Linked DNA regions of Danio rerio: region 2 is linked to region 1. A link is a contact called in public Micro-C data. All regions are on one chromosome and are shown on one strand. Each heading gives the region's core, a stretch centred on a gene start, on an enhancer-like site or on the middle of the called end of the contact. The rest is flanking DNA. Distances are from core to core; before and after follow the strand shown.

Region 1 (7,494 bases), core at 2,150-4,649:
CTTTGAAGAATGAGTCAAAAAGATAATTTGGTTTTTATCACATTCTTCCATTTAACCTTTGGAGCACAAATCAGGATATGTTTAAATTAGTTTTTACACAGTTTTGTCTATAATTTTGAAAACCATCAAAATATACAAAACTAATCCCATCACACTAGCTTGCCTTATGAACTAAAACAAAGATCATTGGTTCTGTGTGGGCAATGATCATTTGTTCAATTACAATACATCTTAATAATACTTCAGTTCAACTACTACATTCTTATGTGACTTATTAATAATATGTTTATTTCAGCTTGAAAGCTGGTTGAGTGGACATTTAATGTATAACAAAAATAAAGGCAGAATATTGAGCATATCGGTGAGCATATCGGTTCTATCGGTGGTCTAGATTGATTCATACCAAAAACACTTGCAGTCATCATTGTGATGATGGGAGTAGAAAAAATCCCTAGTTTATAAAAATGAAATAAACAAATGTAAGTCATCATGACTTACAATTGTTGAGTAACCCGAGCGTAAAGTGCAAGGTGTAGATTACTGACTGGCTGAGTGAATGGGAGACAGATAATGATTAATAGAGGCGATAACTATAGTACCGTGACTCTATGAAAAGAATTACAGTAATTCATACAGTTTTGGAGGTTTCTAAATGGGATTAGTCTCACAGTATAAAGTCATGCAAAAGAAAAATATCCTTTAAGATATGCAACAATACATAAATGCAGTAAAGTAATCTTTGATCTTCTAGATTATAGATGTTGCAACCTTGATTTGTTCTACTCTTCCACAAATCACATTATTTCATTTAGTATTTTACATTGGTAATAGCAATTTCCATAACACTAACTGTTACTACTGTAAAATAGTATAACCTACTAGTAACAGCTATAACTATGGCATTGTGACAGAAACCACACATTTATGTAGACTCGTGGTTAGATGTGCCAATTTTTGAATAATACAAAATATTGTGATAATGATCATGAAAATGCAGTCAACATTTTTTTTTTAAACTTAGAAAATGTATTTTAAAAATATTCAGATTGTTAGATTTGCAGCGGGGTTAATCACAAACCTAATGCTTAAACACTTATTAAAGTAGTTTACTCTAAAATTGTATATACAAAAATTAGGGATGCTTCAATTGATTGGCCAGATTGATATCGGCCGATAATCAAGTTTTATGACTTGATCGGTACTCGCTAATCTGGCCGATCACATAAACAGATCGAAAGTGTTCTTTTACAGATTTACAAGCAGAGGAAGATCCATTTAATTTTAAGATCAAACTTTAAGATCAAACTTCTTATGCATCAAGTATGCACTCTAAACTTTATCTCTATTGAGAGATATTGAATTCTTCTTTTATAATTTGAAATGTTCCCAAATTCTACTGTTAGTCATTTTCTTTATAAATTTTTCATCTGTCTTAGCTATTATTTTCTGTAAAGCTGCTTCTGACCATGACATGTCCACAATAAATAGTTACGAGATGTGTTAAGGGAATTTATGAAACATCCTTTGTTTTTTTCTTTTAGGAAAGGATAGATCTCTGCTATCAGGGAAACTTTGCTTTATGCAATGTTAAAGTTACATAAAGCTTGAAAATCAGAATCAGTACTCAGTATCAGCCAATCACAATGACGAGGAATCCGTACTCGGTATCTGCTCCAAAAATCCTAACCGGAGCATCCCTAACAAGAATCTAATAATACACACAAAAATGTTGAATTGGTTTTAGGCCATTAGCTTATGTCAAGAATGTCTTTTGTGATACAAATACAATATGATATGTCTAATCATGGGCGACTGTAAAGTGGTAATTAAAGACAAAGTTTTATCAATTGCTGACCTTATTGATATTCTAGACCTGTATGACTCTCTTCTGCAGAACATAAAATAAGATGTCTCACTGTTTAGTTTAGCTTTTGGTCCATACAGTGGAGGTCAAACTTCTTCAGAATATCTATTTTAGTGTACCACATAATACAGCTTTGAAACAACAAGGAGATGAGTGGACCATATAAATCTTCTTTTTCTGATGAGCATGCTGAATAACACTAAGCTGACCAAGTTTGAGAGAGTTTGAGATGTTAGGGGCCAGCAGAGAGACTCGGGAGAGCAGCTGACAAGCCAGCGCAGGTCATTTAAATGGAAGGATTGCAAAGATACTCCAGACATGCCAAATATGGTGAAGAAACGTCTCGTATGTCAAACCACTGGTAAACCTGCGAGAACCTGATAGTTATTTTAGTGAATGGATGGTCGCAGATCCATCGCCATGTGTTATAGCCTTGTTCCTCAGGTCAAGACATGTTTAACACGTACCGAATAACCCTCCGCCAAGTGTCAAGTGTGTAGGCCAGCTGCTGAGTCCGAGCAAACAAACAGGCCCTGCAACGGGCTTATCATCCAAACACCCACACAAATTTAAAGTTCGCTTCTGCACTCACCCCACTATGCCATCCGAGTAGTTTCTGCTCTTCCACGGGGTGCCCGCGTAGCCGTCCTCCGCCCCGTCCGTCAGCAGCAGACTCCGGTTAAAGCCGTAGGTGCTCGCCTTGTTGTCTCTTTTCCTCTTGCTTGGTAACTCGTTTCCCACTCCTGCGACCCCGCTGCCACCCACTTGCCCCCCTCCGCCGACAACCCTGCCCGGCCTGCTGCTGTTAATGTTGTTAAACGCTTCCAGAGGGATGAAGTCCTGTTGTTCGGAGACCTCGCTGTCGGGTTTGGACCCAGACATGCCCTGTTGGTCCTTGGGTCTACCGCTGCTGCTGTCGGCCGCGTTGCTCGACGCACCGTCGCCGTTGGTCGTCAGTTTGGCGCTGGCTGTGTTGCAGTTGTTGTTAAAGTAGAGGTTTCCCAGCGTCTGTGTCGTGTCCCAGATGTGCATCCACAGGTTGTTGGCCGGTCCGCGCTGTTCTGGCTGAAACCAGGCGATTCTCGGATCCATCAAACGCTGAGCTGATGCAGGCACACTTGCCCCCGGAGCAGAGCCAGGCTCGGTTCACTTCACGTTAACCCACTAACGGGAACACGCTCGCTCGCCCTAGACAGCGACTAAAATATCCTGTGCGGGTCCATCAACGCCTCTCGGGGACGGGAGAACACCACTGTAAACGGACTGTAAAAAGACGTTCTGCTTTTAAAAACGGTCACCGTCAAACTTAAGAGCACGAGGACTGAAGAAACGTGAGTGTCGTCTGTGTCACTGCCTCTGACCCGTTTCTATCTGAGATCGTGTGTCTCAATGGCGGATAGACCCCGACGCGACTGCGCATGCTCTGCCAGGCGCGAGCGAGCGTGAAACGGGGGCGCGCGGACTGTGAGTTACGCAAGAGCGCACGTTACAGCTTCTGTGTTACGTAACAACAACAGCGGGGTTGATACATTGTGGTAATATGAAGCTCTTGTCTGTGTCATGTTTCAGATGTACCCTGTAAAAGGTGGCACTAATCCAATGAGCCGTATATCTAGTGCATGGGGTCCCACTGTTATCTCCTAATTGGATTATTTTGTAATGCACTGACAGAAATTAGATTACGGGAACAGGAGTCCGCAAATAGAATATAAACAGCAGTATTATTACAATGGGACAGGTCCATCCGACTTGTGTTTCTTTGTGCCATTTAAAGCGACAGTGCAATATAAATAGATGTCTATGATACAGGCATAGGACGATAAACGTTTTGATCGGAATTTAAACTGCTTTCGCATGACAAGACCATATATATATATCTTAAAGCAGCGCAAATGTATGTGCATGCTATGATATGATCACGTATGTCTTATTGTGCAATAATCTGGGCTCAAGCTACTCAATCAGTTGTTAAGCCTGTAATGTCACTATACAAATTAACTTTAAAGGTAATGGATCAGAAACCAATAGTGGCATCACTGTCAAAATCTTTAAAAATATCACTTAAGTTTTGATGTTTTTTATAATTAAAGTTTTCATTTTTTAAAACTATGTTTAAGTGTATGCATGGTCTTGCCCCTAAAGTAGGCAGTGAGTTGATACATAAATTCAACAGTGATTAAAGACTAGGGGGTCAGTAAGTGGGAATTGTAGAATCCGCAGATGCAGAACCACTATGGGGGAGTCATCATTTTCAGTGAAAGGTTCACATCTATGAAATGCCATGCCTGTTGATTTAAAACTACAATCAAAACTCCCAGTTTTTTTTTCTGTAAAGCCAAGTATGGTTGAAATCTTTACAGCAATGTGAGCATTAAGTATTCTTTCAGGTTGGTCGGGTTTACATTCCTCTTTAGTATGCAGATTGACTTACATTTTATGTTCGCTGTATTAAGTTTTTTCTAGTTTATTATTATTTTTTTAATTTTAATGTAAAGCCTAACCAGGGATGAGGGCTGGAAATTAGATGTACTTGACATCAGCCGTTTTATTTAGTTTTTTTAGGGCAATAGTATCTTAAACTGAAAAGGACCCTCCACATCAAAAACTACTGTTCCAAAATATTTTAAATGTTTATTAAATAAAATGTGTTCGATGGAGAAACAATTTTTTGTTTTCCCCAGACAAGGTTATCATACTGTTAGAATCTTATATCAGCCCATGCCTACATGATAATTTATAATAATTCTTATTGCGGATATCTACTTGATGGTAAAAAGGCAAAAGATGATTCTCAATCCTTTTAAATGTGATGTAAATGATGAAAAATGTAACAGTAAAAACATATTTCATAATCATTTAATATTCTTGTTTTAATTACAAGGTCACTTTTGACAACTTGTATCAATCATATTTTCTATAACTTTATATTGATTAGATTTGATAAATATTTTACTTATTTTGTGTTTACTCATTTCAAAATGTTTAATGTTTTTATTAAATTCAACGTTATATTTCTCACATTTTTTTCAATGCTTGTCCTCATGTTGACTCACCCAGCCCATTTATAAATGTAGATTTAAAATAGAAAGCTTGAAAATCCTTGAGCAATATTTAATAATTTCTTTTTGCTACAATTAGATATGCAAAGCTAATGGATCATGACTGTTTATGAGGTATATTAAGATAAGTAAAACATAAGATAACCTAACATATATACTACAACATTTCTACATAGACAGGTTTATGAGGGATCGAATACAACTAATAAACATCTGATAATCCACTGTTGCTCTGCTGTGGGCCATAAAGTGCAACATAAAAGCGTTTTGCTGTTCTCACATTATGATGGACTGGGTCAGAGGGGAAACTGAGCAACATAACAGTGTTCATAAAGTAATCTCCAGGCGCTGGTCTATCATCATTTCTCAGATACTCCTCTTTCAGGACAAAACAAGCTTTACCAAAGGTAGAATAACCTGGGCTTTAAAGAGAACTCTCTTATGGGACAGGGTGGCATTGTTTTGTTTGCTTTTTAACATACATGCTGAAATTTAGCTAAAAGACCTCTTAAAGGTAAAGTTCCCGCAGAAATTAAGATGTATTCCCCCCTATGTGGTTAATATGGAGTTTTTATTTTTTGGTTGAATACAAAAGAAGATAACTTGAAGAATGTAGGAAACCAGTAGTCACTGACATCCATAGTAGTAGGAATAAAATATCCTAATGAAAGTGAACGGCTGCCAGTTTGCAACATTTTTCAAAATATATTTTGTGTTAAACAAAAAAAGAAACCCGGAAACAAATGGAGGCTGAGTAAATGATGAAAAATTCAAAAGTTCACACTCAGATATTGCTTGATATTATAAGCAGGTTTTGCATGCTGTCCCAGGCCAGGAGAGAACTCTGAGCTCAGGGCTCATGTAAGGAGGTACAAGATCAGGTAGTTCTCAAGAGCTCCCCCTGGTAAAGGAGGAAAGGGGGTGGGGTGGGGGGATTCTTCAAAAAACAAAGGCGAGGGAGTAATGCTAGACGAGCTATTTACAGTGAGTTTGGAATAATCCAAGTAGTTTACAAATGATTACAGATGAGAGACCTGCCGCGATCAATCATATCACATGCTCCTCTCGAAATTAGTTTGTGAAACTTCATTTCATTTTTTGGGACAAACTGTGCTTTTAATTCTTAAAAGCACCACAAGAGGCCATACTGATAGTTAATGCTTTAATTAAAGCACTCATATGTTTGGTTTTACAAACATTATTTTATGTCTTCATTTCCTCACATAAACACTCTCACATAAAAATAAAACCAAAAAGGATTATAAACAGGAAATGCTAAATAAGAGTTGCTCTGCTGATCACTTAAATCTCATTTTCTTTGCAGGTTCTCCAAGTAGCCGATAAATCTCTTCAGGTTGATCCTTATGTTGTCCAGAACGCAAAGCTGATCAGGGCTGTATTTTCCTTTGCCTTCTTTTCGCAGCTGTGAGGAAACAAACGGTTAAACTGTGAAAAGCCTGCCATCTAAAGGCCGAAGAACATACAGAGATCCAGCAATGGCCATGCTGTGAATGGATAAAAGCAGCTGAAAAAGTACTTTAGAGTTATAAAGTAAAAGATCAGCCAACCAAAACAGATCTGTTGAGCTGGTTTTCAGAGCTTCTTTCTGTCAGGCAGAGATGTGCTTATGCAACAGAACTCAAGCTTGAACCTTGAGCTCAAGCCTGAACATGTATTGGGAGGTTTTTCTGATTTAATATTACAGCTTGGGCGTGTGAATGTGATGGATGAGTGCGCTTGTATATTCCTGGTAATATCTCTTGTTGGCTTTAAACAAACCTTGGCTCTAAACCCTGGTTGAAGGGCTTTGAGAGAAGAAAGCAGGTCAATATTTTTTGCAGCTTTCTCTGCTTCATCGCCATCGGCAAACACGTCGAAGAGAGCATCAAGAGCTTCCCCACACACTACCAGGTTTGCGTCCTTTGTTGCTACATTTAGTAATGCATTTCCAATCAGCTGCAAAAAGAAATAGGGACAATTGTACATGCAATGTGATGACAAATACACTCCAACAACACTGTTCACTGATTAACTTCAGAACGCACAGGCATATTTTATCATACATTTTTCATTTGTACATCAAAATATTTAATATACATCAAAGTGCTGTATAATGGCATAAATGAAGCCATTTGTAATAGTGAATACATTCTACTGAACATATTTAATAAAAACAATGCATTAAATTAGATAAGGTATGCAATATTTTTGTCCATGATAATATTCTGATGTTGTTTTAAGGTTGGGAGCTGACATTCTCTCAAAAAATGACATTTGCTGTTTGTTCAAGCTTTTAAAAAATGAGCTGAATGAGATTTTTGGAGTGACAACTTAATAGTTTTATGTTCAGTTCAATTAAATTTGTTAATACTAATTAACTTTATTCCTTCATGTTGTCCCAACACAAATCACATTAACAGTGTTAAGCTTACTCTAATGCAACAAATATAAAAATTAAAACAAATCTTAAATATCTAAAAGCATAGCCTACGTTAAAATGCATTTAGAATGACCCAACTTTTCAAGTTATCCAAGCAAAATACACTCACTGGCCACTTAATCAGGTACACC
Region 2 (7,006 bases), core at 2,759-5,258, 190 kb after region 1:
AGTATTACTTAGACAATATAGCAACACATGTACACATACACAGAGATGAAGTTACAAATGTTAGTCAAAATGACAAGGCAACGAATGAGACATAAAACAATGTTTAATTCATACTTTTTGGCATATATATTTATATTTATATATAATGTTCATTTAAAATAAACATAATAAACGTTTGTATAACATTTGCCATACGCAGTTTGTAAAAAAGTGCTTCCTTTTTCTTGCTGTGTATTTCTGTCCAAAGGTTCAGTCAGTGATGATCAAAAGGCACTGAAACCATCTCTGCTCGAGTGTTGTACAAAAAAGAGAGAAAGAAATAAACAGTTCGCATGAAATGCACACGCTTACAGAGCAAGACAGGACTTCACTGCAAAACCAGTGAGAAAGCACACGGTGACAGTCCACCGAAATTATTCTGACAGCAACAAACATTGCATAGAAATATGCACCCTTTCACATTTTTATCAATCATATTGCATAAATACAAAGCGTTTACTTTAAAAGCTGTATACTGACAAGCATTTTACAGATCAGTACCCGAATCATGGCAAAATGTTCACAATGTAATGCGCTTCATAGAGTCGCGTTCGGACGACATAGTGCACACAGTCTGAGTTATGAATGACAACTTGCCTACCACAGTAAAAACCAATAAGTTCCAGTCCTATGCTTTGGCATTTTGTCTATTACCGTCCATGGAACAACCCCACCCACCCCTGCTTGATATATAAATTCAACAATATCATACAGTGGGTGTTATGCTGCAACAGGTATGGTAGAAAGCCTGCTATGGCAGAAACTTTTCTGTTTGCCAAAAGGGCAGTTCAGGTTTGTTATGAAAGTTGGTAACTTGAAAAGCATGAAAAGTAGACTGACAGGGTAAAATCATGCCCATTAGCTGCACTGATATGCTTAGCGTAGCTAACACACATTCCTAACAGGACTACACCAGCATGTATTAGTCCTAATGTGTAGATGAGCTTATCGTTTCTTTCTTTGTTTTTGTACAAAAGGCACATGTATACCGCAGCTGCCTGGCTCCTATAGAAACACTTTCAGAACGTGTCAGCGGTTATCCAGCAGACGAAAAAAATCACGCAAAAGTTACTTCAAAAGTCAAGCTCGCTCCGTTAAGCGCAGTTGCCCATGGCTTTGACAAACGAGCCGTCGGGGAGCTGCCTGAAGATGCCCCGTAACGTCTCCAGTTCTCGCGTGAGGTGTTCCACCCTCTTGCGCAGTCTATCGTTATCCGCCGATAACTCGATCACTTTTTGTTGCGTCTCCACATTGCGCATTTTCGCCTTGTCCCGACTCTTGCGCACGGCTATGTTGTTGCGCTCCCTCCTCAGCCTGTACTCGGTGCTGTTCTTGTCGACGTGTTTCTTGGATTTCCCTCGATCGCCAATCTTCATGGAGCCCCCCGGCAGGTGGCTGTGCTGGTGGTGCGGACTAGGTACGGGCGTCGGGGGAGGTGTGGGATGGCCCGGCTGGAGATGCATGGTGGTTTGCGCGCAGTGCGCGATCTGGTGCTGAAGGTAGGACAGATGCGGCGCGTGGTGTTGAGAGTGGTGGTAGGTGGGTGGCATCGAGTCGCCAAGCTCATCTTCCTCCCGAGGCTCTTGTTTGATGGCCACGGGTCTCATTCTTGCTTGGCTGTCGTAGATGGGTTCTAGTTTGGAAGAATCCATGTAGCCGTTCAGGCAGCCATACATCTGCGGGGCCCCCGGCGCGCCATTGGCACCGTGGTGGTAGTCGTAGTCTCCGCTCGCCAGTTTGAGCTTCTCTTGCTTGGAGCTGTTGTGGAATAAGTCAGCCAGGAACTCGTCGTTGAAGGCAGACGGATCAATGTAGGCGCTGATGTCGATGGAGTTCTCGTTCTCGCAGATCTCGCTCAGGTCTCCAGCGGTGTCTTTGTAGATGTAGGGGTTCTGCTGATTCTGTACAAGGCTGGTCATTAGTGGCCGTGGGGCGACCTCGTAGAGGTTTGCTTGCTCCATGGAGTATCTAAAACCCGCCAGACATGGTGAAGAGCTCCGGGAATCCAGCTTGGTCGCAGTACCGGAGAAAGCCGTGCTGGCTGCAAGTTCTCTGGACAGGTGAGTAAGCAACCTGTCGTGACTGTGCACTTGGCGGTAAAGTGGATGCGAGTTTAAAGGCTGAAACGCCACACGGGATCTCCTTTAAGATGACACTTGCAACCTCAGTGTGTGAGCTTCACGTCTGTCAAGTACTTTTCTGAGTGCACTTATATAGTCTTTGGAGTTTGGAGGGCGGTCCTAATGCTTTCCTGAGTGATCTGTGCGCGAGAGCGCAGCGGACGCACTGATAGACCTAGAACTACATAAATGTTATTATTACCGGATGAAAAAAATATATATATATACATATTATCGTTTTATGCTGATTAAAATAGTTATTAAAACAAGGCGTCTTTGTTTTTTTCATATTAACTGTTTCTTAACGTTTTGATGCTCAAATAGGTGCAAGTGGGAAATGTGCAGGACTTTGGACGTTTTGGGGTGTGTGAGTAATTCAAATTGAATTTGCAAGAAATTTGCACTGGGGAAATGATTTTCGTTAGGAGAGAAGAGGTAAGCGCGGACTGAAGGATGAGAGCAATTACAACGACAAACATTTACGGAGAACTGTCGCTCAGCACCTTCTGAATGAAACACAAATTAACGTAGAAGCATCTTTCAATAAACTGGATGTAATGATTTTTTAGGTGTACAATAATGCACAATAGCCTAATGACACATGACATTTTCTGATAAATACATAACATAATTTATTCACACACAAATAAACATTCAAAAGTGAGATTTGGGCATCCCCTTGAAGATTTAAATTAGATTAGATTAAAATGGGTTTGCTGGTCGCTTCAACATAATTGTACTGTTCATAAACGCTAGGGAGAATGTTTGCGCACAACAATGAATACGCCGCCTTTGCCAAAACCAACAGAGCATCACATGTCTCCCCATAGTGCGAGAAAAGCTGAGGAACTTGACAATTGCGCTGAAGTTGGAGCGTGAGGATCGGGCATTAATCAGTGCGTGCGCAGTATGGGAGCTCCCTCTATTGTTACAGCGCGGGCCTGGCACCTAAAGAATGAGACGAGAAACCAACAGACATGCCGCCAGCAATAGATAAGTTATAATTGACCTTTTTCCCTATTGTTTACAATTGTATTACTTAAGCAGGAACTGGACATGTTCATGTTAGAGCCCTGCATGAGCTTAACGAGTTGTTGCATGCCATTAATTAAAGAAATGTAGTACCTGATGGTAAGGTCCATGATTTACTTGCAACAGAATACAAAATAAATAAACAGGGGAAAAGAAATGTGATAAATTAAAGATGGACCTAAAATATTACTCATGAATTGAAGTTGTTTAGCGAGATAGACACAAGCTTCTATGAGAAGGCTATTTTTAGGTTTTCCAGATATAAAATGAAAATGCTATGTAACAAAAAGCTGGAACATTAAAATTATTTTTACTTACCCTTACACGTGGAGTTACTACAAAAAGACACAGTTAAACTACCACAAATGAACAATGATTTGGCTACTCTTAAAGTTTAATGTTAGCAATACTGTCGGTAAAAACTGCAATCAATTGGCAATAAAAAACATGGTTAACTTACCACAATTTTACTATAGGCTAACCATTTTTAGGGGTAATTTAGCCCAGCTCTCCTTTCTATTTTAATAGTTTCTTAATGTACTATAGAATATTAATCTGCATTTATGCATGTAACACAATTCATAATTCATAAATAATGAGTAAATCTTATGTTTTCATTTTCATTGCAAAAAATAAAGCTATATTTTACATTGTTTAGTATTCTTGACAGATCTCAAGCTGTAATGCATAAAAACGCCTCAAACAGAGATGTGCAGCCTGATTGGTTCTCGGACATGTCAATCAAAGAGTGCATTTCGTCATTTTTCCAACCCTCTGGTTTGATTGGCTGCAAGAGTAGATTTCCCTACATGGTCACAAGATTTCGCAATACTCCCAAGCGCCGCTTTACCAAACAATAACACCTCAACCTGTGCTTATTTTTCCGTGAACAAAGAGGACATTATTCTTTATTTACCCGAGCGGAGGACTTATAAGGCACGAACGTTCGAGGTAAGTTGTATGGGGTTATCTTGTGCTATACAGACTGTCGAATTTAGTTTTTATCAATTACACGATGAGAGGATCCGTGCCGCTCACTCGATTGCAAAACAGCTTCAACTCCCGGATCTGGGGCCAGCGAGTGCTTTATAAGCCAATATTAGACATAATCGTGCTCGAATGTGTCTCGTTATTGTTCATTCGCGTAATTTCGGTCAAAAAAACAGCCTGTTTGAGCTTTCAGCTCATTGTTAGAGCCCTGACGTCATGGTTAGGAATGTGCCAGCTAATTAGCCAACCTGCTAACCTGCAGTAGATCTTGCTGGCTTTAGACGCCCGTAGACTTCAAGTAACGTTAACACTCGTGTCTTCGTTATGGGTGCTGTTTAACGCGATCCGTTACAAAATATTTAGTAGATATGCTGCCATTTTGAATGTATTCATGCTGTTGTTAGCGTAAGTCAACGGTATTCCCCTTCATTCCCATAGTTCCGTGTATGATGTAACCACAGTGCCACGATTAAAAACAGCCTAAAACACACTGGCCTGCTTTAAAATGACCACCTTAAAACTTAAGTCTGCCTTACAGTAGCTTCACTGTCCTAATGTTTGTTTAAAATGTTAACTTTAGCTGGGCATAGTTCTGCATGACTACGGAGTTTCCCTACTCCCGTGTACAAAGGAGCGGGTGGGAGCGCGAGCGATGATGCAACCGCGGGCAACACTTGAGCTCGCGCTCGTAGGAGAGAGAAGGAAATTTTGCCACATATGCACATTGACATGGCAGCACGGTCGGATTACAACAACATAATGCTAACGGATGAGCACAAGCACTTCACCAGAGTTTTAGGTGTTGCAGCATTTTGCTGAAATAATGCGTTTTCGCGCCGAGCATCTGTTCAGGTGGGAATTTTGTGGTATTAAATTATGCAGAAGTGTGATGAAGAATGATGCTTATGTGTGCAGAGTACTTTTTCTAACTTCTTTCTCTCCTCCTGTCTGGTTTTTAGGCACACCGCTGCATCCTGTGTTTTTTTCACAATAACAGCTAACAATAACTCCAGTTTCGCGAAGGCTGACAACGAAGGTCAGAGAGGGCGAGCGACGGACATTGGAAGTGGATCCAAATGAGCAAGCAGTTGCAACAGAAAATATCCAGCACAGATCAGAACGGCGTCAGTGTAATACAGAATCAGCCTCATAATAGTGCACTGAACCCAGCAGGAGCTGCAGGTCTACAGCAGGTACATACGTTTACAGTATGATTACTTGTATGACTTTCGAAAGCACGATCAAAACTTTGCAGTGCTTAAAACCATAATAATTGAGCTTATAGTGAACTCACCTAATCAGTTTCCTATAGTCTTAAAAGATGTTTAAATAAAAATAATAGGTTTACAACCCCCACTCTCCTCATAACTTATACTCTCCATAGTTTGCACATTTAAAAATTGCACATATTCATCGCACAACATTGCACCAAGTAATTTTGAATTTAACATACCCTCTGCACATATACAATTGTAATTGTTCATATATATCTGCATACTTCTGATTATTAATAGCAAACTGTACACATATTCATCTATTGTTAATCTCTGTTCAAAACTAATACAACTTGTATAATGTTCATAGTAGCTATATCCATCTGAAAATATTACTCATAGTTTTTCTATAATTGCACTTTATAACTTATACCTATATCATGCACTTGGTGCTATTGCACTGCTGGTTAGACCTAAATGGCATTTTGTTGCCTTGTACTTGTACATGTGTGATGACAATAAAGTTGAATCTAATCTAAATATCAAAACAAGTGTATTGGATATGCCAAGGCCATGACCATTTCTTTAACTTTAGGAGAGATTATTAAAAATTAGGTATAAAGAAATGGTATGTTGAGGGAAAATTTAGGTCTTGTTTGGTAGAAATCATTATGCTCTAAATGCAAATAATATTTGAAATTAGCCCATATTGACTCTTATTTATATGCCTAATATTAAAAAAAAAAAACAATTATTGCAACATTTATATTGAATCTCGTTAAGGATTTACATATGAACACAACAGACATATTTATAATTCAAAACAACAAAATTTGAGGTGAACAGGAGTTTGCTTCCATCATAAACATTTCTATTTTAAATAGGGCTGGGCGAATAATCGAAAAGTAATCGAAAACGACATTTATCGATAAAATTATTTCCTAGGTCAATTATTTTAATTACTTTCCTTACCGTGTGTGGAGTCCCATGCCCCTGCTCTTTTAAGGCTGATTTAAACTTCTGGGTCGAACAAATGGGTATGGGCCAGTGCAGCCTTTGCATGGTCGCATACCCGTGCACCTCTTAAAAAAATGTAACAACACATCGCACATTTGCACTACATTGACAATGATTGGAAGTTGCGCCAGAGATGCCTTGAGGCGGCATATTTTCCATTACAATAAAATGATTATTTACATTAAAATATTTGTTTACAGAAGATTCAAGTAAAATTATTGATGATGAGAAATATTAAAATATTATTTAGAGTTTATTTTGTTTAGAAGAGATACTGCTTATTTTCTTCTTTTTAAAAACAATGAAAATAATTTATTTTGTTTCCAAAAGTGCAAGTTATTTATTTTCTATTTTTTTAAAGGAAGTAGTGACTGTTGGTTGTAGGCAGTGTGTGTTTTAATTTCAGTTGTTCAACGTTGATGTTCAATAAATAATCATAGATAGTAAATAGTGTGTTTCCTTCATTTATTTTAAAATCCAGTAATGCACCCTTCATTCAAAAATATCTGACTTGTAATATGTGAGAATATTTACTGTACAAATCTTGTTAGTGAACTATGAGGGCAAAGAAATAAAATAATCATTCATTAATCG

Evidence for each region. A called contact is a pair of places that touch in the nucleus more often than the background predicts.
Region 2: a Micro-C map of caudal fin shows a contact between it and region 1, with 2.6 times the contacts expected there. The contact joins the promoter of cebpg here to the promoter of tent4b in region 1. A contact is called at or near these places in 1 of 18 Hi-C or Micro-C datasets (caudal fin) and 2 of 4 datasets of contacts at active chromatin or transcription factors (caudal fin and embryo).

What each region holds. Positions count from the first base shown.
Region 1 is chr7:38,106,608-38,114,101 of GRCz12tu, forward strand. It overlaps tent4b (terminal nucleotidyltransferase 4B), which reads right to left and starts at 3,400. Exons shown (of 12, transcript NM_001326696.1): 1 at 2,457-3,400. The coding sequence starts at 2,956. heatr3 (HEAT repeat containing 3) reads right to left here. Exons shown (of 15, transcript NM_200889.1): 14 at 6,703-6,879; 15 at 6,072-6,346. The coding sequence ends at 6,233.
Region 2 is chr7:38,299,822-38,306,827 of GRCz12tu, forward strand. It overlaps cebpg (CCAAT enhancer binding protein gamma), which reads left to right and starts at 4,009. Exons shown (of 3, transcript NM_131886.2): 1 at 4,009-4,142; 2 at 5,141-5,374. The coding sequence starts at 5,258. The region is part of intron 2 of LOC141375405 (a long non-coding RNA gene); the gene reads right to left. cebpa (CCAAT enhancer binding protein alpha) reads right to left here and starts at 2,214. Exons shown (of 1, transcript NM_131885.2): 1 at 1-2,214. The coding sequence starts at 2,000. The coding sequence ends at 1,134.